Linked DNA regions of Sus scrofa: regions 1, 3 and 4 are each linked to region 2. The links are chromatin contacts, called in public Hi-C maps. All regions are on one chromosome and are shown on one strand. Each heading gives the region's core, a stretch centred on a gene start, on an enhancer-like site or on the middle of the called end of the contact. The rest is flanking DNA. Distances are from core to core; before and after follow the strand shown.

The links. Hi-C and Micro-C count contacts between places; a contact is called where the count stands out from the background.
Region 1: a contact with region 2 is called in a Hi-C map of blood, with 7 times the contacts expected there. The contact joins the promoter of NFATC1 here to the enhancer-like site in region 2. A contact is called at or near these places in 4 of 5 promoter capture datasets (fetal liver, fetal skeletal muscle and liver), 25 of 47 Hi-C or Micro-C datasets (alveolar macrophages, blood, brain and 11 more) and 2 of 2 datasets of contacts at active chromatin or transcription factors (alveolar macrophages and skeletal muscle).
Region 3: a Hi-C map of alveolar macrophages shows a contact between it and region 2, with 2.3 times the contacts expected there. The contact joins two enhancer-like sites. A contact is called at or near these places in 1 of 5 promoter capture datasets (liver), 21 of 47 Hi-C or Micro-C datasets (alveolar macrophages, blood, embryonic fibroblasts and 11 more) and 1 of 2 datasets of contacts at active chromatin or transcription factors (skeletal muscle).
Region 4: a contact with region 2 is called in a Hi-C map of alveolar macrophages, with 5 times the contacts expected there. The contact joins two enhancer-like sites. A contact is called at or near these places in 27 of 47 Hi-C or Micro-C datasets (adipose tissue, alveolar macrophages, blood and 13 more) and 2 of 2 datasets of contacts at active chromatin or transcription factors (alveolar macrophages and skeletal muscle).

The regions. Positions count from the first base shown.
Region 1 is chr1:146,001,486-146,004,185 of Sscrofa11.1, reverse strand. It overlaps NFATC1 (nuclear factor of activated T-cells, cytoplasmic, calcineurin-dependent 1), which reads left to right and starts at 1,289. Exons shown (of 10, transcript NM_214161.1): 1 at 1,289-1,484. The coding sequence starts at 1,388.
Region 2 is chr1:145,915,842-145,918,712 of Sscrofa11.1, reverse strand. No RefSeq gene overlaps it. Among named protein-coding and RNA genes, the nearest start is that of NFATC1, 86 kb to the left of the region's middle. Within about 2 kb of position 1,457, at least 15 of the 83 cell types and tissues checked have an H3K27ac peak or open chromatin away from gene starts, as enhancers often do. A contact at or near this core is called in alveolar macrophages and retroperitoneal adipose tissue, where this site is marked.
Region 3 is chr1:145,836,059-145,838,758 of Sscrofa11.1, reverse strand. No RefSeq gene overlaps it. Among named protein-coding and RNA genes, the nearest start is that of CTDP1, 26 kb to the right of the region's middle. Within about 2 kb of position 1,413, at least 4 of the 83 cell types and tissues checked have an H3K27ac peak or open chromatin away from gene starts, as enhancers often do. A contact at or near this core is called in alveolar macrophages and retroperitoneal adipose tissue, where this site is marked.
Region 4 is chr1:146,018,695-146,021,597 of Sscrofa11.1, reverse strand. No RefSeq gene overlaps it. Among named protein-coding and RNA genes, the nearest start is that of NFATC1, 17 kb to the right of the region's middle. Within about 2 kb of position 1,352, at least 9 of the 83 cell types and tissues checked have an H3K27ac peak or open chromatin away from gene starts, as enhancers often do. A contact at or near this core is called in alveolar macrophages and retroperitoneal adipose tissue, where this site is marked.

The DNA.
Region 1 (2,700 bases), core at 40-2,539, 86 kb before region 2:
ACAGCGTTGTGGGTTCTTAGGAGCCTCGCATTTTCCTGACCCTTTTGGGCATCTTTAACTGTGGGGGCTGGAAAACGGTGTTTTCTGTGTTCATTGCTCTTCTGCAGCTGGTTGGGGAATCCAGTGCTCCTTGGATAGCGAGCCCTGCTACCAGGGAATTCCTCTCCGGGCCCAGGCTGCCGGGCTCCGGCAGGACGTGCGCGCTGCAAACTAGGCAGCAGCCCAGTCGGGCCGATCCGCTCCTAGAAGGGGCCTGGCCGGCAGGAGGCCCCTTTAGGCACCTTCAGTAGGAGTGGGGCAGCGTCAGCAGCTCATTGGGACGCAGGTATTGATCTTTGCGCCTGTTTGCGGGTGAGGCAAGCGAGCCCGCCTCCCCCGGACCGGGGTCGGGGCAGCGCGCTTCACGAAGAGCTCCCAGCGGGGCGAGTCTGCCGGAGGCGGGGAGGGGGGTTGTCGACCGCCGGCTGTCTTGCCCCAGCTCCTGCCCACCCGGCTCGGGCCGCAGGGGCGCTCAGGCCCCGGGGCGGACGGAAGTGGCCAGACTCCGTGTGCCCCCCCCACGCCCCCGCCTCCGGCGCACGTCTATCCCCCCCACCCCAGCGCAGACTCAGGGGGCGGGGCGCACTCTAGGGTCTCGCTCGCAGTGGGGCTGTCGACCCCAAGAGCCGCCTGGGGGTCCCCGGGCGCGGGTGGGAAGGGCTTGCCCAGAGCCGGGACACTAGTGAGAGGCGTGCGCTCGGGCTGGCGGGGAGAGTTTATTTAAAACTCGGAAGCCGGCGACCGGCGAGCGGCTTGTTTATGTAAACCCGGAAACAGCGGGGGGAGGGGCGCGGCGGGGGAGGGCCGGGGGGAGGGGCGCGGGCGGGAGTCACGTTACCCGAGGACGCGCGGCCGAGCGCAGGGCGCAGCCGAGCCCGGGGCGGCGCGACCACAGGTGCCCGCGGCCGGGGACCCGACTCTGGACCCCGACCGGACCTCAACCCAGATCCTGACCCCGACCCCACGCCGGGGTCCTGGCCGGGGACCCCGACCCCATCCCGGACCCCAACCTGGGATCCTGGCCCGGGACCCCTGCCCGGAACTCTGACCCCAATACCGGATCTCTACCCCGACCCCCATACTAGACCCCAACCTGACCCAACCCGGGACCCCGACCACGCCCTGAGCCCAGACTCCGGAGCTCACCCGACTCCAGCCCAGAGCCCGACCCGGGACCCGGACCAGGTACCGGATCCCCGCCAAGACTTAAGACCCTGAATCCAACCCTGAACTTGACCTGGGACCCCTGCCCTAGGTTTCGGATCCCAACCCTCTACCCCGACCCTAGCCCCCTGACCTCGGACTCCGACCCCGACCCTGACCTCCTGACCCTCGACCCCGACCCACCATGACGGGGCTGGAGGAGGACCAGGAGTTCGACTTTGATTTCCTCTTCGAGTTTAACCAGAGCGACGAGGGCGCCGCCGCGGCCGGGGCCACCGCAGGTGGGTCCGCGCGAGGCGGGGGCGCAGGGACTGGGGGCGCGGGGGTCGGGCGGGTAGGTTCCGGGTGGGGAGGGGCCGGCCTGGAGGCGCGCCGGGCCCCTGCCCCTCTGCCCGGGGCGCACCCCCTCTCCCGTCCCCACACCTCCGCGGCACCCAGGTCCGCGGCCCCGGGGTCGGGGCAGCGCCCAAAGTCTCCCCACCGCCCTACCCTTCGCCGGATTAAAACAGGTCAGGTTGAGGGGCGAGTGGGAGTGGTGGGGGAGGCCCCCTTGGGGTCGGCCCCCCCAGCCATGTAGGAAGACTCAGGGCTGCACTAGAGCGGAGTCCTGACCACATTCCCGCAGGAGGGGCCTTCTCTTTAGGGTGGGGTGTTGCTCAAGCCAAAGGATAGAGTGTGTCTGGCCCATGAGGCCCCCAAGACTTCCCCCTCTTGCTCCCCGTGTCCTCAGGGCAAAGCCTCTCTCCATCAAGAGATGGTACAGTGGAGCTAGCCTCTGAGACCTTGGACCCCCAAGGGTGCCACACTGTTCTTTCTTTAATTTTCTCTTCTCTGTCAAAAAATAAAAGTTCCCCTAAACAAACAACAGATAAAGGACTCCTCCGGCCCCCCAGGGTGCAGGCTTTTGAAAAAGAAAGAACCATTGAGCAATCACCCCCACTTTCACCGGAAGACTCAGTCTGGGCCTGCGGCCACCGGCCACCCCGAGTGAGTGAAGGGGACCAGGAGCCCCCTCCTTGCAGCCTGGCTCTCCCCACACCTGTCTCTTCTGTCCCTTGTGGGCCTCCTTTCTGTTTCTGTCTTCAAGATCTTCTCTCTGTCCCTCCCCACGTGGCGGTGAAATGGTGAAGCTGAGCCCAGCACACTTGGCACCGGCAGGCGCCCGTTTCTGCAGTGACTGTATAATATTTTCCATATCATTCACCGCCCTTCTTTTAAAAGTGTAATGTCTTGCTTGTTTATAAAAAAATAAATGTTCCAACCAGGCTAAGGCTGCCTGAACCCGTGCCCCCCCAGTGTCTTCCTTTTCCTCTTCCTTGGCTGTGCGTCTCCAGGCCTTTGGGTCAGTGGGGACCATGGTGGCGAGGGTGGGAGAGAAAAGCAGTTGTCTGAACAGATCTGGGGCCGGAAGTGGAGGCCTTCTGCACTTGCTCGGGACTGGCTATCTGTGGCAGATCCCGGCTTCCGGACTTGTTTACACCAAAAGACTTTCTCCCT
Region 2 (2,871 bases), core at 208-2,707:
TGTTGGTTTGTTTTGTTGTAAGAGAAGCATCCACAGAAAAGGAAAGTCATACCTGTGCCCTTGGCCTCCCCTGGCCTCGGAGACTGTAGGGGAGGCAGGTGAGGCTGGGAACAGAGGACTCAGGGGACCGAAGGACCCAGGTCCACCTGGCTGGGCTAACTGGGACCATAGCGCCCAGTGTCCATCCACCTCCACAACCAGGCTGCTGCTGGCTTTCCTAGGAAGTGTTAAGAAGGATTAGTTCAGGCTGCCCTATGGAGGGGGGACCACGAGGGGGCCATCTGGACACTCACAGGACCACAGTGTGTCCAGGTTGGGAGTGGGGCAGTCCCCGCTCTGGTTGCCAAGTCATGACCTGTGGTGCAAGGGCAGTGGGCCCCCTTCATGCCACTGCCTTCACTTTCTTGTAGGGTCATTGCCAGGATCAAGAATAACATACGTGAAGGTGCTTAGAAGTGAATAGTGAAGGCTGCACACGGGTTAGGTAAAGAAGTAGTTTGCTCATTCCCTAAGATTTGATTTGAGATCCTTAGTTGCATTCAGAAAAGCTAGGCATGGAGAGGGGAGAGCCATACCAAAACTATTCAGAACCACAGTTCCTTTTAGGTTTGCCCTGTGCTCAGTGTGGTCATGCAAGACACATGAGTGCAGCCTCGGAGATGGGCTATGGGCGTCTCACGACAGCCAAGGGCTTGCTGTCAGCTCTTTGTGAAGTCGTGGGCAAGGAAGAAACCCATATGTGAAAGTGCAAATATTTTCCTTTGCAAGAGACATCTCACCTTGCTGGTGGGCTTGTGTGCTCGTTATTAACAGCAGAGCCATCTTTATGGAGTGTCAGGAAGGATAGAGTTAAAACTGACAAGTGGAATGCAGGTACAGGTGAAAAGCTGCGCCTGTACATGCTGGGTTTTATATTTTAAAAAATGCTAACGTCCTTTTCACTCAAATCCAGATACACACACACACACACACACACACACACACATCCTGGGTGTATATCCCAGATTAAAACAACAATTCAAACTGCCACATGAGTTCTAGAAAAAAAAAAGTTTCCACCTTAGGAGCATTTTAGAGAAAAGTTAAATATAAGGGAAAAAACCTTTCTTATTAAATCGAATTGTGGTATAACAGCTCACCACATCCTGTCACAGGGACATCTGACAGTAAGCAAAGCAAAGGTTCCGCTTTCAGGTCCCCGGCCACCTCTGAGTGTCACATGTTACCTGCAGTTCAAAATACTTCTGTAGAGAAAAACCCTCCATGTCGGTGGAAAAGCTGAATAAGAAGATGGAAATTATCAGTCGAGAGAAGACACTGTGGGAAACGTAGGTGTCATCGGCACAACCGGATCAAAGAAAGAAAAGCCACCCCCGAACCACCAGCCCAGGGCCCAGAGGGCGGGGCGGACGAGGCCTCGGACCCATGACCTCACGGAGGAAAGATAGGAAGTCGAGGCCGGGAAGAGAGCGGGGCGGGGGCGCAAGGCTTCCGTTCCCAGCCTGAGCCGAGGCTGCCCAGCCCACCCTTCCCGGCTGCCCAGCCCTCAGGGAAGGGGGTCTGTCACATCACCCCCTGTAGGGCCCCTGCCCAGACTGAGCCTGAGGCCTGAAGTCGGGGCTGTGGACAGGCCTCCATCAGCGGCTGCCTGGCCTCCGGGGCCCAGACTCAGGAAGCCCCAGGCAGAGGAAGGAGTGTGCCGTGCTGGTTTGGGAGCCTGAGCCCCAGAGGGACAGGCATGGACCCCACCTGACAGTCCAGGCTTGGGCGGCTGGGTTGGTGTGCCAGGCGGGAGCCCCCTCCCCTCTCCCGGGGTCTCTGACCCCCAGTGCCAAGGAGAGAGGGTCGGGCGCCTCCCCGAGGAGCCAGGCCTGGATCCCTAGGGGCCCGGGACTCGCTGAGTGACTCAGGGCTGCCCACCTCCGCACCTCTCCAGAGTTCAGGTGCGGGTGGGCAGCAAGGGGAAGCCCCTGCTGATGCTCTTCCCCTTTCATCTTGAAGAGCAGATGTTCTTCTCCTGTGGTCTGAAGGCCCTGAGTAACTAAAGCTTCTCAGCTCCTCTGCCTCCTGCTTCTTACCCCAAGAGACTTTCTCTCCATCACTGTCACCCTCTGCCCGCCCCCTTCTCCCCATCATCATTACCCTGCGACCTCCTCCTTCTCTTCATCATTGTTACCCTCACACCTCCCCCTTCTGTCATCATTGTTCCTCTCTGACCCCTTTTCCAGCATTTCTGGTATTACTAGAACCAGATTTCTAGGACCTCAATTGTCTCATAACAGAATGAAGGGCTCCCCCATTTCTGTGTCATTGATTGAAGATCTGTCCCTCTCCTTCACATGGTTTCTGTTTACACCTGTCCCCATCATGAAATCTCTGCTTTGAGGCTGATGGCTGCTTTTTTGCACCTGGATGCTTGCAGCTGGGCTCCGAGTCCACCCTCCCAATAGTGCCTGCCGCCCAGTGGGAGGAACACTGGCCCCTGTGTGGCCCCAAACCTGTTGTTTAATCTGAAAGCAGCTTAGGCAGACCTGCTGGGCCTGTGGCCTCGGGTTCCTTTGGGACCAGAGGGGTTGAGGACCACAAAAGCGTCCTGTGCAATGTCAGGGGTGGAGTGAATAAGTGTGCTAGGCCGTCCCCACAGCCGTGGGTCTCTGTACGAACGCCCATGTCTTTCCAGCACGTTCCACACGCCTTCCCTGGTGCAGAGATATTCTGACAGCAGGTCAACCCTCTCCTTACCCAGACCAAACCCCAAAGAGGTGGTGGCCAGGTTGAGCCCAGGGCCTTCAGAGAACATGTGGCTATGTGTCAGGTGGCTGTATGGGGTCCGCAGCACCCACAGCCCTCCCTCCCCCCCGGCAGGCAGCC
Region 3 (2,700 bases), core at 164-2,663, 80 kb after region 2:
GTCTTCTCGTGTCTCCCAGGGAGGAGGAGATGCTGGTGGGATGTGGAAAGTTCATCAGTTACTTCAAGTCTAATCGGCCTTTGCGATCCGGGTCCAGGAAAACACCATTGATCTGCCATGTCTCTCAGGAGCTCTGGACGTCCACGTGCTGGGCTGTGGCAGAGCAACTCTGGGTCCCACGCCAGGTGCACAGCCCAGCACACCAGCAAGTCTCTCCTGCTTGGGACACCCATGTGCCTTCCCCTCAAAGTCACTTCCCAGTGACCCTCTCCATGTCTGTCCTGTTAAACCCACAGCCCTGCCCTGCACTCCGGCAACCTGGTTGCTTTTCGAGGCAACTCATTTCCCACTGGACAGACATTGACTTTGCCTCCTGACTGTCCCCTGGAACTGAGGTCCTGCTGTGTCCCCTGCACATGGTGGGCCTGGATGACTCTTCCAGGCTGCCAGTCTGTGGCCTGCTCAGGGCAGTTGGGCTGGCTGTCACCGCCAACCGGTTACAGACCCTTTAAGGCTCTGGGCTGCTCACTGCTGGGTGGGTGGTCTTGTAGCAAGTCTTGTCCTGAAGAGAAAGGCCTTCTGCTCCTGCGGACACCACTCACTGCTACTGTGGGACTGCAGCCCCTTGACGGCACCAGCCCCAGACTCCCGGCTGGTGGGAGCAGCGGTCAGCCCCATAGAGAGCTTCAGTGGCCAGGTGGAAGCTCCAGGGTGGGGTGACTGCCCTCTCCAGGCCTCCAGACCCTGCTTTGAGCTCAGTCTTGCACCTGCCACACAGCTGATGCAGGCTCTCCTCAAACCCAAATTCACAGCAACACAGGGCTGGGGCCAGGGGTGGGGAGGATGAAGGAAAAGGTGGGAGTGGGTGGCCGGCAGCATCACTCCAAGTTGAGACTTGAGGGAATGGCAGGCTTCTTTCTAGAGCCTGAGCTCAAAGCTCAGCTAGTGTCTGAGTCCAGGAACATGGAGTACCTTGGATCAGTTTTTGTTAATGCTGAAATTTAATCTCATTTGTCCTTTTATGTGAGTAAATTTTTCTTTCTTTCTTTCTTTTTTTTAACAGGTGCACTGCGGACATATAGAAGTTCCCAAGCTACGGGTCAAATTGGAGCTGCAGCTGCTGGCCTACACCACAGCTCACGGCAACGCTGGATCCTTAAGCCACTAAGTGAGGCCAGGAATCAAACCCACGTCTTCACAGATACTAAGTCAGGTTCTTAACATGCTGAGCTACCATGGGAACTCCTCATGTGTGTTTTAATGCTTTTGGGCAGGGGGATTATAAACTTAAAGCCAAAACAGAGAGGTGGATGGGGAAGACATTGTGCTGTGGCCGCCACACCACCCGGAGTCCCTCCCGGAGGCGCTTCTGTCTCCAGGCGGACCTATGCCCAGCCACAAGGGTGGTGAGTCATGTCCAAGGACCCCAGGCCTGCAGGGCTCAAACACTTCCTCTTTCCGAGGCACAGTCAGTGTCCGGAGAGCAGTTTGTCCTGTGTGTTGTCCACCAGACCTCACAATATTTTCCTACTCCTGATGCATGGGAGCAGGTTTCCACGGGATGGTGGGCTTTTAAGGAAGCTAAGGTAAATTACACTCAATATTAGTTTATACTTGTATTTTAAAATATTTCTTAATAGTATGATGGAGTCCAGAAAAGTAAAAGTAGAAGTAAAATAAATGAGAATTCTGACACTAAAAAAAAAAAAAAAAAAAAAAAAAAAAAAATCCCAAAATCTGAACGAAGATGCAAATATAGGACAGACATGGAGGTGGGTATTTATAAAGGGCTGGATCACATCCTTTTTCTGTGACAGGCTTGCTCCCTGCCAGGGCTTTGGTGATACCACAGCGTCAACATATATGGAACAACTTCTGTTTAGGGCAAAACTCTCAAGTACAAGGCTCAGGCCATCTTGAGGCAGAATTCTACTTTCAGGGAAAATAACTTATGTGCTCCAATTTACTCTCTGTAAAACATGAAATAAGCTCAAGGAAGTAAAGGGCTGGACGCTTTGCTGGCTGCACTTCCAACCCCTCCCCTCCATCTCTTCCCAGGAGGTTTCCTTCCTGGCCCCCCACATGCACTCACTCCTGCAGCCCATCATCGTCCGGCCCCCAGTGCCCACCGTGAGCAGGGGTCACCCCATAGGGCCGACATGAAAACTACCCAGGTCACCCATGCTGCACCCTCAGGGGAGCAGGAGCCCTGACAAGACCTGGGTGTTGATGAAATGACCCCAGGAGTCCCAGCGGATGGGCCTGGAGTTCTGGAGCCGCCCGGTGCTCCCAGAGCCAAGATGATGAGGAGGGGCCAGTGAGGAAGGTCAGATCACCAGTATTCCTCTGCTGAGGGCACCGCCACCGCCAAGGAGGGCAGACTGCAGGGAAACGAGGGCAGACAGAGCCATCCAGGACCTCCAGGGCAAGGGCGGAGCAGGAGCACAGCTCTCTGATGCCCGCAGACCCTTGGCCCCAAGGACCAGCGGGTGTGGACAGTCCATACCTCGGTCCACATCTGCTGGTCCTGGTGACCTGATCCTCCTTGTCCCACCTCTTGCTTGCATTTCTGAGACCCAGCGGGAAAACCAGGCTAATGTCTGGCTGCCCATCCTGCCAGGATCCTGCTGCCCTGCTCCCAGGCCAGGGCTGATCTCTGTGTCTGTGCTGCCTCCCAGGATGGGCATGTGAGCATCAGAT
Region 4 (2,903 bases), core at 103-2,602, 100 kb before region 2:
GCTCTGCCTGGCCCCGTGGCCAGGTCCACCCCGCAAGGCCTGCAGCTGCCAAGCCCTCAGCTCCCTTAACACCTGTTCTGGACAGTCCTGTGTCCCCCTCACAGCCAAGCCTGGACTGCTGGGAGGCCGCCCACCAGTCTGGGCAGGTCCATACCCTGGTGGGACCTTCCTGCATGTTCTCTCCCAAAGCTCCTTATCTTGGAATCATTTTCCACTTGGAGCAGTTGGCGTCCACACAGGAGGGGCTGTGCTGGGTTCCCTGACTCTCCACTAAATCCTCATCTGTCCTAGTGTCCCTATGTTCTGGCCGTGGGGAGCTGGGCAAGGAGCATGTGGCCTGAGTTTTGGAGTGGGGCTGGGATGGGCCCAGGGCAAAACAGGCAGGTGACACCAATTGGTGACCCGAGGAAGGGGGTGCCATAGCTACTTTCCTGATGGCCCCAGGTCGCGGGTTTTTTGGGACCAAGCAGGCCCTGCTCCTCCAGCTCCTGCAGGCACCAATAAACAGGAAACGCCTTGGCCACTGGCAGCAGCTGTAATTGCAGGCGATTCCAGAAGGCGGTGCTGGAAGCTCAGAAATGCGGCGTGGCAGCAGCAGGTCCAGGCTGCTTCCTCTTTGCTGAGGAATCAGGGTGTCTGTCTCCTTGGGCTGGAACAGTGCAGAAAGTGTGGTTCCCCGAGGACCTGGACTTTGTCACCTGGAATAACCTGCCTGCACCCACGGACGTCTGGATATACGTGGCGCCTTCCCCTGTGAACAGCCATGTGGCTCCTAATCCCTTCAGGGAGACCTGCCAGCCGGCCCCACCTCCCCCGCCCATCCTGGGCCACAGCCCCCTTCCTGATGGAGGAAGGCTCCAGGTGAGTCTGGAAGGTTCTGTCCTTAAGTCTCAGACAGTGGCTGAGCGGAACCGGGGGGCCCAGAAGGACCGGATCTTGTATCCCTTTTCCTGAATCTAAAAACACTCAATAGCAGAATTTTCCAAATTTTATAGCTACATGATTTTAAAGACAGAGGAACCCGCCACCCCTATGCTGTTTTCCAACTCTGTTCCTGGAAATGGCTTCCAGGCCCACCCACCCTCACCTCTTGGCCTCAGCTGGAAAGGGGGATGCCAGCCAGGTCCCTGCAAGGTCCCTGAGGATGTGGGACCCTCGAGGCAGAGGCCCCCACACTTGCCCTGATGAAGCCTGAGTGGCACAGTCCTTGAAGACAAATGCTTTCAGCATTTTGAAGGTCTGTTCCCCTAAAGTCGACCTGGACAGGGGCCACAGGACTGCTCTGCTGGTGGCTATCAGGATCCTGGCTCCCAGGAGGCCACAGAAGCTGAGTCCTGCGTGTGGCAGGGCCCTTCAAGGACACTCGTGGATGTGGATGGTCACCACCTGTCCTCTCTGCCAGCAGCATCTGGGTTTGGTCCCAGGCCATTGAGGCTCCCACCAAGGGCCACTGGCCACCATGGGACATGTGGTGTCCACTTCCAGGGAGGCGGGCACCCCTGCAAGGAGGCCAGGACCTACATCGCCCCTTGTCCCCCTCCTCCAGCTGCCTGAGCTCTGCCATCTGTCCCCTGGTGCAGTGGCTGGTTGGGTCTGGAGGGAGAGCTGGGTTCGAGGCCAAAAGGCTCCGGGCTGAGGCCTGGGCAGGGCTTTGGAGCTCCAGGGGCCAGAGAGCAGACACAACTTCTGAGCAGAGGAAGAAAAGGCTAAACTCAAACCGGCCTGGGAGGCACGCACCCAGAAGCCAAAACACAGGGCCCCGTGAGAAGGATTCCTGGGTCATGGTGACATCCCCCACCACAGCGGAGCCTCTCCCCCACTCACCCCCACCCCCCAGCAGAGACCAAGGGGCTGTCCCAGGCAGGGTCCCAGGTTCCGGGTGGAGGCCTTTGGGCCCAGGATCCACGTGTCGAAAAGTTCCCCGCTGGGTTCTGGGGGAGTCAGGAATGACAGTGTCCAGGGCCACCATCCCCTGCTACCCCTGCTCCAGGGGAGACCCTCACGCCCCTCCCCAAGTGTCCTGTCATGCTCCTGGCTGTGGCCACACCACTCCGACCTCTGCCTATATCCTCACGCCTGGGCTCTCTGCATGTCTGTGTCCAGATTCCCGTCCTGGTTCTGTGAGGACACCTGTCTCACAGCCTCTAGGATAGCCTAGTCCTAACTACTTGCATCCACAAAGACTGCTTCCCAGTCCTGAGACTCTGGGTGGACAGGAGTGTGGCCACGGTCCTGCCCAGCCATGGGTGACACCTGGGCACTGTGGTATTGTTCGTTCAATAGCAAAGTGGCTCCTGTCACATCACATCAGGCTTGTCTCTTCCCAACCTGAATGTGCAGCACTGTTACCGGCCAAGCACAGACGGTTTTAAGTCTATGATGTAATAGTGGGCCAGGATCTGGGGCTGTGGCCTCATGACCATGTTGTGCCAGGGACCTCCTCCCCATGTCCAGCATCCTGGGAAAAGTCAGACACCTGGGTGGTTAAGTGGAGCCTCTGAGTTTAAACTTGGTTCCCAGGACCTGCTTTGTGGTTTCTGTAAAGCCCGGGGCTTCTTGGCACAACCGCAGGGGGCACCATCCACACATAAGTGAGCTGACCATGAAGTGTTCAACTGTTGTCTCAGGCACCTGGACCCTATGTCCATCAGACACCGAGATCTTCTTGTCCTGAGTGGCCCTGATTGTCACTCCCTGATTGTCACTCCTTGGTCCTTATCAGCAGGGTTCTCTGAGCATCTGGAGGCTGTTGTCATGATGATGACTTTGGGGTCTCATTCCAGGAGAAAGGTTGCTGTCATTCTTACTATTTTCCTCAAACAGAAGCAGGAAGGCAGCTGTGCCTTCACTCAAACCTACCACTAACTGGACCACATCTCACAGCCTCTGCCCCAGCCTGGAAA